2 separate regions of the Oryctolagus cuniculus genome follow, and region 1 is linked to region 2. Evidence: chromatin contacts called from public Hi-C data. All regions are on one chromosome and are shown on one strand. The core of a region is the stretch at or near the end of the contact, and the rest is flanking DNA. Distances in the headings are between cores, read along the strand shown. Region 1 overlaps CTNND1 (catenin delta 1). Region 2 holds the start of LOC100340047 (olfactory receptor 10Q1).

What was found. A called contact is a pair of places that touch in the nucleus more often than the background predicts.
Region 1: a contact with region 2 is called in a Hi-C map of embryonic fibroblasts, with 4 times the contacts expected there. The contact joins the enhancer-like site here to the promoter of LOC100340047 in region 2. A contact is called at or near these places in 2 of 6 Hi-C or Micro-C datasets (embryonic fibroblasts and skin fibroblasts).

Annotation. Positions count from the first base shown.
Region 1 is chr1:14,365,327-14,371,034 of mOryCun1.1, forward strand. It overlaps CTNND1 (catenin delta 1), which reads right to left. Exons shown (of 18, transcript XM_070070069.1): 7 at 3,818-4,001; 8 at 2,798-2,915; 9 at 1,367-1,520; 10 at 448-516. Among named protein-coding and RNA genes, the nearest start is that of CTNND1, 45 kb to the right of the region's middle. Within about 2 kb of position 1,450, at least 1 of the 8 cell types and tissues checked has an H3K27ac peak or open chromatin away from gene starts, as enhancers often do.
Region 2 is chr1:13,978,547-13,984,268 of mOryCun1.1, forward strand. It overlaps LOC100340047 (olfactory receptor 10Q1), which reads left to right and starts at 1,963. Exons shown (of 1, transcript XM_002708974.3): 1 at 1,963-2,922. The coding sequence starts at 1,963. The coding sequence ends at 2,922.

The DNA of each region.
Region 1 (5,708 bases), core at 200-2,699, 390 kb after region 2:
AGTCATTCTCCCCAGCTTTACTATTATTAAGTAAAAGGGTCCATGGCAGACATAACAACATTTAAAAGCTCCATAATCATGAAATTTTATACCCTGTGAACTTTGGACTCATTGTACTGATGAACATAAAGATACAGATTGTGCTCAAGAAGCTTCTTTTAACAGTAAGGAGTAAGTCCCAGGAACTGCAGTGGCCACAAAGGGTACTCATTAGGGCCTTATAATATCCTGAAGTAATCTGAGTAATTGCCTCAACAAGCATTCCTTTGTAGTTACTGCCCTAATACTATAGCTTCCTAATGCTTTCACCACCACTTCTAATCCTTGAGTAAAGAAGAGAGAACAGTAAACACATTGCATAAAGTCTGCTGTTAGGCTACCAGTGCCATATGTGTGTGGACTATGTTTATGAGACTTTGAGAGACTGAGAGGAAAAAGACAACTTACCTCGAGCAGGACTAGTTCTTTTAGGGAAATCCACTGTATCATTTACTGGATCCTCTGTGGGTTTCTTCCCTACAGAAATGAAAAAGAGGAGGAACAGGAGTAAAGAAGCTTAAGAAAGGAAGACTCCATCAGGCAAATTTTTCATTCTTCAGTCAGAATCTCTGGATCAGAAATGCATCAAGAGGGACAAGAAGGGAGGGCAGAGTCCAGCTTGTCCCAGCAGGGGGCTACACAGAAACAAGGACAGAAAACAGGCAGCAGACAAGACAAGGACAGCCACTGTTGCTATTGCCTGAGTTCCAGTAACAGGGACTGCTGCCCAGAAATAGCATGCCATGACCCATCAGCTCTGAATAGCTAAGATCTTCCTCAACGAATTTTCCTACATGCATCCACAGGGAAGGAAGGGTTAGGCAGGAAATACTAGGGAAGGCTAAAACCAAAACATGCAAATTAGAAATAGACAAGCGCCTTAAAAGATTCCACTCACCTCTGGAGAACCACTCATCTTCCAGTGCGCCGCCCAAGATGGAAAGCAGAAAGAAATGAAAGTAGAAAGCAGGAGAAAGATGTCAATAGAATCGTGAGCAAACAAGCAGGAAAGCACAGAAGAAAAGAAAACACAGTGAACACAAAGGGGGATGGGAGAGAAGGTCCCAGATTACTTGAGTTCTCATCCTTCTTTACCCAGTCATTGCTACCTATACCACCACGACCACCACCACCACCACCACCACCACCACCACCACCACCAAATGAATGATGTACACAACACAAGGGAAGCAGCACCACAGCAAAGACACCCTTGACCAGTAGACTCCCACACTGCTTGGCAAGTCTTTTGTATTTAAACCTAAAAGTGTTCCTTACTTTTCCTTGTCCCACACTGACGAGCAAGGAACAAGAAACTACAACTCACCTTTGCCCTTCTTGGCCCCAAAGCAACTGGCAGCATGTGGCCCAGTATTGTTGGCAACACTGGGAGGCGCCTCTTGGTAACGCTCTGCCTGTGGGATCTCCCGGTGAACTTGATATGATAAGTTCCGAAGCAGGCAAACACAATTCTCCACAAGCTTAGGGACACAAGACAAAAGGCTCAATGAGAGAAGACGGTGCCTATCGTGATTTTCCACCAAATATATTTTCCATAACATGACTGTTAAAATATCAGTCTTCAAAAGCACAGCCCAATCCGTCACCTCATAAGCCTCAGGCTTCTTAATTACAGGCTTCCATGAGCCTGTAGCTTCAGGCTAACGGAAAGTCCATCCATTGGCTTCTGCCACTATTTGGTGTACCATTTTTATTTTTTCTTTTTAAAGATTTATTTATTTATTTGAAAGGCAGAGTTACACAGAGAGAGGAGAGACAGAGAGAGAGAGGTCTTCTATCCAACTGGTTCACTCCCCAGTTGGCTACAACGGCCGGAGCTGAGCCTATCTGAAGCCAGGAGCCAGGAGCTTCTTCCTGGTCTCCCACATGGGCACAAGGGCCCAAGGACTTGGGCCATCTTCTGCTTTCCCAGGCCATAGCAGAGAGCTGGATTGGAAGTGGAGCAGCTGGTTATCGAACCGGCTCCCATATGGGATGTTTGTGGCTTAACCCACTGCACCCCAAGGCTGGCCCTAAGGCAGTTTTCTTTCTTTCTTCCTTCCTTTTCTTCCTCTCCTTTTCCCTTCCCCTTCCCCTTCTTTCCCCTCTCCTCCCCTCCCCCCATTCCCTTACTCTCTCTCTTTTTCCTTAAAGATTGATTTTATTTATTTGAGAAAGTTAGAGAGATCTTCCAACCGTTGGTTCACTCCAAATGGCTGCAACAGCCAGGCCTGAGCCAGACCAAAACCAAGAGCCAGGAGCTTCTTCCAGGTCTCCCAGATAGGTGCAGGGGCCCAAGCACTTGGGCCATCTTCCACTACTTTTCCAGGTGCATTGGCAGGGATCTGGATTGGAAGTTGAGCAGCCACTTCCGAACCAGCACCCATATGGCATGCTGTCATAACAGGTGGCGGATTTACTCACTTTGCCACAATGCTGGCATATGGGAGACCCAGAAGAAGCTCCTGGCTTCGGCCTGGCCCAGCCTGGGCTGTTGTGGCTATCTGGAAAGTGATCCAGCAGATGGAAGATCTCTGTTTCTCCTCTCTAACTCTGCCTTTCAAATAAATAAACCAAATAAATCTTGGAAAGAAAGGATAAAAGAGAAAAACTGTCTTCTTCTAAGTTGAATGCCCACTTTAGAGAGAAGAGACTGGTATAGATATTTACCATTACCTAAAAACTTTAGATGACAGGTCTGCACTACAGTTACTTCAAGGTTCCAGTATAAACAGAACTCACTCAGCTATCAACTTACCTTGCTGTCTGAATCCTTCTGTCCAATCTCAGCCTGAACAATGAAAACGAGGGCATCAACTAAGCCATCACATTCCCGAAGTTTCCGGCGAGCTTCACTCCTCTCTGAGCTTACATTCCTGAGGGGAATTCAAGAGAATATTCAAGACAACCCAAATCCAGATCCTCTCTTAAGATGCCCTCAACATCTCTAAGCTTCCTCAATACCTTTTCTATTTACTGACACAGTCAACACCTATTAGAAGCAAGGCATTGCAGTTGACAGAAAGTTGGTTAACAGGTCCCAACACTCAACTTTAATAACCCTGTAGGTAGGGTGGAGGTTAAAACATATACAAACAACAGGAATTGATACTTCTTGACTGGATGTGCAAACGGGATGGAGCACAGAGATATATTCTATTCCAAAGACGAAAAGATTGCATTACATTTATAGGATATAGAAAGAAGAAATCAGGAAAACATAGACAAAACAAAGGCATTTGAATTTAGCCTCAAAAAGTAAGAAACCTTTCTCTCTCTCTCACTGTCCACTCTGCCTGTCAAAAAAAAAAAAAATTAAAAAAAAAAAGTAAGGAAAGAAAGGCACTGACAGACAAAATAAAGTACTTCCTTCCTTATCTATACCCCATCCTCCTAATATTGTATTCCTTTTGTTGCATTTATTAATGTAACTGAGAGCAGGGACAAACACATAAGCCCAGGCCCAGACAAGCACGTTATGTAGGGTAGGTATTGAATGTACTGAACAAATTTTTACCAAATTAGATGAACAAAGTCAAAAAGAGAAATAAAAGTGAGAAGGATGTAGAGGGAATAGCAAGCGATCAATATAATCATATGTGTTATATGTGTTATAAACCAGAGAGCAGCAACAAAGGTAGAAAGACAGGATGGGTTACAGTATGCTATACAAATAGGAATGGAGATTGAATAACCAGCTAATGAGTCTTTATTTTAAAGAAATTTAAGCCAATCTTCAAAAATTCAGTCTTCATATTCTCAAAGCCACTATCATTACCTAAGGCACCCAGCTGTGTTGGTGAGCACCGACTCCCACTCAATATGGCGTGGCTTACAATCTTCATTAGGTTCCCTTTCCCAACCAGAATGTGGAATGATTACTTCATCTGTCAAGGCGTGCAATGCATGGTCCACAATCTCCATTTTGATTGAGTCATGGGATGAGAGATTCCACAGGGTTCCTGGTGGAGACAATGTATCAGACAGTGCTCCAATACCCAAGACAGCGTGTGGAAAACATCAAAGGAAAACCCCCTAGTCCATCACTTCTCAGCCTTTCCCATGATCAAATTCCTTGTAGTAAAATTCAAACTTTTGTCAGTGGACCCACAATAAAACATGTAGTTTGCATTATAGCTCAACACAAATACACATTTCATGAAATAAAGTTTCATAAAACAATACTATAAACAATGCTGACCTATCTATCCCACAGTTTCACAATCTCAGCACCACTGACACTTTCGGTTAGATAATCTTTTATTGTGGCAAGCTATCCTCTCCACTGCCGGATATTTATCAGTATCCCTGACTGTTACTCATAGATTTCAGTAGAAGTCTCTACTGCTACGCTGTCATAACTTGACAACCAAAAATACCTCTGACATTACACATGTCCTGGGAGGGGCACAAATCACCATCAACTAAAAACCAATAGTCTTTACTATTTCTTTTTCTTTCTTTCTCTTGGAATGCTGACTGTAATTCACAAAGTTATTTTCAATTCATACTAATGGACCATAGTCCACAATATGAAAAACCACTGTTCTAAATAAAGCAAGGACCGGGGCTGGCACTGTGGTGCAATGGGTTAACACCCTGGCCTGAAGTGCCAGCATCCCATATGGGCACCGGTTCGAGACCCAGATGCTCCTCTACCAATCCAGCTCTCTGTTATGGCCTGGGAAAGCAGTAGAAGATGTCCCAAGTCCTTGGGCCCCTGCACCCGTGTGGGAGACTGGGAAGAAGCTCCTGGCTCCTGGCTTCAGATTGGTGCAGCTCTGGCCATTGAGGCCAATTGGGGAGTGAATCATCAGATGGAAGACATTCTCTCTCTCTCTCTCTGCCTCTCTATGTAACTTTGACTTTCAAATAAACAAACAAATCTTTAAAAAATAAATAAATAAATAAATCAAGGACCAAAAGCTCAAATATCCACATGGGCCAGGCAAGTAAGTCAAAACAGACATTTACTTTTATTTGAGAAATATAGATAAAAAATACCTATCAACTCACTGGCTAACTCCCCAAATGCCCACAGTTGGCAGGGGTTGGCCAGGGTCAAAGCTGAGAACCAGGAACTCAATCCAGGTCTCCCACACACTTGTGCCATCACCACTGACTATCAGTGTCTCCACTGGCAGGAAGCTGGAGTCAGAAGCTAAAGCCAGGAATCACATCCAGGCACACCAATGTGGGATGCAAGTGTCTTAACCACTAGCCTACATACCTACCCTATACCCCCCCGGCAGATTTTTTTTTTTAATTACAAGAATGTAAATTTTTTAAATTGACATTTAGTTTTCATATTTGGGAGAAGAACCTCCTATATGGGAGAAGTCAATCACAGATAATAGAATGCATTAGAGATTATTGTAAACCGGTAAGCACATGCTCCAAAACAACTCAGATCCAATAATGCCAGGCAGGAAAACAAACTCATTCTCAGTGTCATCATCTTAACAGAGGTCAAGAATCTGGAGTGGCAAGTGAAATCTTGAATTTTAGACATGAGCAAATATTTAAATTTCAAAATCCCTGAATGATGCAAACCAATCTATAAATTGGATCTGACAACCACATATTTGTTGGCAGCATTCTTGATCAGTACTGAAATAAGATGGTAAAATTCTTTCTCTAATTACTGCTATTAAAAAATGCAAAATATA
Region 2 (5,722 bases), core at 713-3,212:
TTTCAATACATATGTAGAAGATATTATGACCAAATCAGGGTAATTGTCATATCCATTACCCCTTCCATTCACTGTTCATTCCCCCAAACATCAGATGCAAGGCCAGATGAAGCCAAGAGCCAAGAACTCTGTCTGGGTCTTCCATGTGGGTGGAAGGGACCTAAGCACTTAGGCCAGGCTGTTTACTGCTGCTTTCCCAGGCACATTATCAGGCAGGTGGGTAGGAAGCAGAGCAGCTGGCACTCGAATTGGCAATCCAGTTAGGATGCCTATACTAACCCACTGCAACCAGGTCATTTATCAGGGGTTGTGTTAAACATGTTTAGAATGATATATTTCCTAGCCTTTTATGAATCTGAAGTAACAAGTTGCTTTTGAATAGAAGTCACTAAGGCTGGAGAATAGAACTCTCAATTTGTTTATGTTAAATTTCTGTTAAATTGTTCCTTCCTCCTGCATTTTTGAGTTGAAATTAAGTTGTATTCCAAACTACAAGGTATTTATATGCATAGATATTTTATTCCTTCCCAGATGCTTACAAAAATGCCTTTTCTTCTGATTGTTCTAATGTAAAATTCCATTTTGCTATTGTGTTTTCCATTTCCTTGGTGTTTTTTCTTATTTCAGAAAACTGTGTTTTCATTTATTCTAATTTGATTCAGTCCCTGTTCTTTTGGAACTTTCTTTAGAGTCCAAAAGTTTAGGTTCATGATTGGAAAGTTTCAGAAATGATTTGAGATAAAATATATAAACAGTACCAGGGGTTTTCAAAATGTTCACAGAAATAAACACTATCTTTTAATTCCATTTTTCCATGAAACTTTTGAAGGTTCTGATATGCTAAAGGAATAGACTGGATAAAAATTCATGTGCCTAGTTTTATATGCAGTCAAAACAATTGAATGTAAAGAGAACTCATAGTATAACTATAAATTGAATACTATTTGAAAAATGGAGAGTACTGAGCTTTGCTACACAGAATTATAGGCACAACCATTGCAGACATGGTGTTGAAGCCAGTTACAACATTTATCTTTACATTTCTAAGTTCAAACAGGCTACTAATTTCAGTGGTAAAAGAATGGTTGTGTTAAATTAGTGAGGGATTGGCCAGTGCTGTGGCTCAATAGGCTAATCCTCCGCCTGTGGCACACCGGGTTCTAGTCCCAGTCAGGGCGCGGGATTCTGTCCCGGTTGCTCCTCTTCCAGTCCAGCTCTCTGCTGTGGCCTGGGAAGGCAGTGGAGGATGGCCCAAGTGCTTGGGCCCTGCACCCGCATGGAAGACCAGGAGAAGCACCTGGCTCCTGGCTTCAGATCAGCGCGGTGCGCTGGCTGCAGCGGCCGTTGGGGGGTGAACCAACGGAAAAAGGAAGACCTTTCTCTCTGTCTCTCTCTCACTGTCCACTCTGCCTGTCAAAAAAAAAAATAGTGAGGGATTAAAATTTAAAAGAAGCATGAAGGATGCTTGTAGATTACTAGCATTTTTTTTCTCATATGATGATAGTGGTCATACTTGTATAATTAATGTGCAAAAAAGAAATCAAGCTGCACATTTCTGATTCATGAATTTCTCTGCATGTGGGCTATATATTGAAAAGAACGTCAACAAAAAACGAGAAGAGCATATCCAGTCACCTGTTATAAAATTATCCACAACTATGTATCACTTTAGTTTAACTGAATACAAGAAAAGTTTACATCTTACCAATGGGATTAGAGTAATATCTGCAGACATTTCACCAGGGACTATACAGGTCTTGTCGCCAGTAACTTCAGGTGAGTATTTATCCCATATGTAAGGATTTCTAAGCAAAATTACAAAAGGGTTTCCATTGTGAATTCAGGCACTGTGGATGGAAACAGGATATCAATAGGTGGCTCTAAATCAAATTTAAAAATCTCTCTTTTTCTCAAGCAACTCAGTCACTCAGCGTTAACTGTTCCTATTCTTTTACAGAGAACATGTTGGGTTGGAAACAAGTTTTCAACCAAACCGGTCCTACTGAGTTTGTTTTCCGCCTGTTCACAGCTGTCCCAGAATTCCAGGTCCTTCTCTTCCTCCTCTTCCTCCTCCTCTACCTGATGATCCTCTGTGGCAACACAGCCATCATCTCTGTGGTGTGCACACACAGCTCCCTCCACACCCCCATGTACTTCTTCCTGTGCAACCTGTCTCTCCTGGAAATCTGCTACACCACTGTTGTGGTGCCCCTGATGCTTTCCAACATTTTTGGAGCCCAGAAGCCCATTTCGTTGGCTGGTTGTGGGGCCCAAATGTTCTTCTTTGTCACCCTGGGCAGCATTGACTGTTTCCTCCTGGCAGTCATGGCCTATGACCGCTACGTGGCCATCTGCCACCCACTGCACTACACCTTCATCATGACCCAGAAGCTGTGCATTCAGATGGTGGTGGGCTCCACGATCCTGGCCCTCACGCTCTCCCTGCAGCTCACCGCCTTAATCTTCACCCTGCCCTTCTGTGGGCACCGCCGGGAGATCAACCACTTCCTCTGCGATGTGCCTCCAGTCCTGCGCCTGGCGTGCGCTGACACCCACGTGCACCAGGCCGTTCTCTACTTCGTGGGCATCCTCGTGCTGACGGTGCCCTTCCTGCTCATCTGTGTCTCCTACGTGTTCATCACCCGCGCCATCCTCCGCATCCGCTCTGCCCAGGGCCGCAGCAGGGCTTTCTCCACCTGCTCCTCGCACCTCACGGTGGTCCTGCTTCAGTACGGCTGCTGCAGCCTGGTCTACCTGCGTCCCCGGTCCAGCACCTCGGAGGACGAGGACCGCAAAATCGCGCTCGTCTACACCTTTATCACCCCCTTACTCAACCCTTTGATCTACACGCTCAGGAACAAGGATGTCAAAGGTGCTCTGAAGAAAGCCATCGTCAGTAAAGCGGCCTCTGGCACCGACTGACGACTTGGTGGAGAGGTTCAATGTTTGTCGGTGGTATGTCAAGAGCTGTAAAGAACAAATGGAATTATAACATGTGCTTGCCTTTGAGTGTATACATTTGACATTTTTTTTTTTGGTATATTCATTCCTTATCCACAATCCTAGTCATTTACCTCAAATTATTTTTTGAGACAATATATTTTTTAGTTTACATATTTACTCAGAGTCTTAATGACACCAATAATAAAGTGTTCAAAAATAAAAAGTAAAAAGACTACAGTCCAGTTGAAAACTATGTAGGGGTTATAAAGAATAATCAAATGAAAATATATTCAGCTTCACTCATAAAGAGTAAATTTTAAAACATTAATAAGATCATTAAAACTTTAGTAGTATGTAATTCCTATCAATTTTTTTGACAAATATTTTAAACAGAGCTTGACAAAATACTGTATTTGCAGCAAAACTGATACACACTGGCATTTCTTTCTCTTTTAAAGTTTAGCTCCACATATACAAGAGAAGATATGGTGTTTGTCTTTCATTGTCTGGCTTATTTCACTCAACATGATGTCCTGTAGTTCCAACCATTTTGCTACAAATGTTAGAATTTCATTCTTCTTTATAGTAAAGAATATTCCATTGTGTTATTGTGTATGTATGTATGCGTGGGCATGTGTGCTTTATCCATTCATCTGATGATGGACACCTTGGTAGATTCCATATTTTGTCTATAGTGTGTAGTGTTCCACCATAAAAATGGTAGAGAAGGTATCTATTTTATACAATGATTTTGTCTTTTGGCCCCATACCTAGTAGTGGAATTGCTAGATCATATGGCAAGTCTATTTTTCTAATTTTTTGAGGAAATCCCCATATTGTTTGCAACAATGGTTGGCTAATTTACATTCCCACCAACAGGGTATATGAATTCCCCTTTCTCCACAACCTTGCCAAAATTTGTTTCTGTCTTTAAGATTCTGAAAGGAATGAGGTAAAAACTCATCGTGGTTTTGACTTGCATTTCTCTGATGGCTAACAATATTGAGAAATCCCTCTTGTATTTGTTGTCCATTTGTATTCTCTTTTCAAGAACTGTGTATTCAGGAACAATTTCATAACTGGATTTTTTATTGTTCAGTTTTCTGAGTTACTGATATATTTTGATTATTAATCCTTTGTCAGAGAAGTAGCCTGCAAATATTTTCTCCCATTCTGTCAAATGTCTCTTCATTTGATTGATTCTTCCCTTTGCTGTATAGTAGTTTCTGAGTTTAATATAATCCCATTAGTCTAGTTCTGCTTTTGTTGTCTTGCTTTGGGAATATTTTCTAAGAAGAAATCACCTACACCAATGTCTTATAGTATTTTCTCTACATTTTCTTCTAGCAATTTCATAGTCTCAGATTTTTTTTTTAAGATTTATTTTATTTATTTGAAAGACAGAGTTACAAAGAGAAGTAGAGACAGACAGAGAGGTCTTCCAACCTATGGTTCACTCCCCAATTGGCCGCAATGGCTGGAACTGGGCCAATCCGAAGCCAGGAGCCAGAAGCTTCTTCTGGATCTCCCACATGGGTACAGGGGCCCAAGGACTTGGGCCATCTTCTACTGCTATCCCAGGCCATAGCAGAGAGCTGGATTGGAAAAGGAGCAGCCAGGACTAGAATGGGTGTCCATATGGGATCCTGGCAATTTAGGCCAGGGCTTTAACCTGCTGCACCACAGCACCGGCCCCCATAGTCTCAGATCTTAAATTAGACTTTTGATCCACCTAAAGTTGATTTTTGTCTGTGATGAAAGGTAGACATCTAATTTCATTCTTCTGTTTATATATGTCAAGTTTCACCAGAATCATTTATTGAAGAGACTATCCTTTCTCCAATCCATGTTCTGGGCACTTTTGTCCAGAATCAGGTGCTGTATGTACGTGAATTAATTTCTGGGTTCTCTATAGTGTTCCATTGATCTATGTGTCAAGTTTTTTTGTTTGTTTGTTTGTTTGTTTGTTTTGCCATTACCATGCTGTTTTAATTACTCTAGCATTGGTATATGCTTTGAAATCCGGTACAGTGATACCTTCTGGGCCTCTTGCAATTCCATATTAAGCTTAGAAATGTATTTTCTAATTCCGTAAAGAATTCTATGGTATTTTAACCAGGATTGTACTAAATCTGTAGACTGATTTAGGTGGTGTAGACATTTGAATGATATTAATTCTTTCAATCCATGAACTAGGACTACCTTTCCATTTTCTGTCTCATTGGTGATATCTTTCACTAATGCTTTATAATTTTCATAATTTTCATTGTAGATATTTCTCTTCTTTGGCTAAATGTGTACCTAAACATTTTATTTTTGTTTTATTTTATTTATTTCTGTTTTTCCCCTTTTTCCCTTGTTAGTCTGGCTAAAGGCTTGTCCATTTTCTTTATCTTCTCAAAAAGCCAACTTTCAGTTTTGTTGAACTGCTCTTTTTTCTAATTTTTTCTGCTCTAATCCTTATTATTTCTCACCTCCTACTAATTTTGAACATTTACATTTTTCAAATATTTATTTGCTTGTTTGAAAGCAAATTACAGAGTGAGGGACAGAGACAGAAAGAGATTTTCCATCTGCTAATTTACTCCCCAAAATCACCGCAGTAGCTGGAGCTGTACCAGGCCAAAGCCAGGAGCCTGACTCTGTCTGGATCTCTCACACGGGTTGCAGGGGACCAAGTACTTGGGCCATCTTCTACTGCTTTCCCAGATGCATTAGCAGGGAGCTGGACTGGAAATGGAGCAGCCAGGACTCAAACTGGTGCCCATCCAGGATGCTG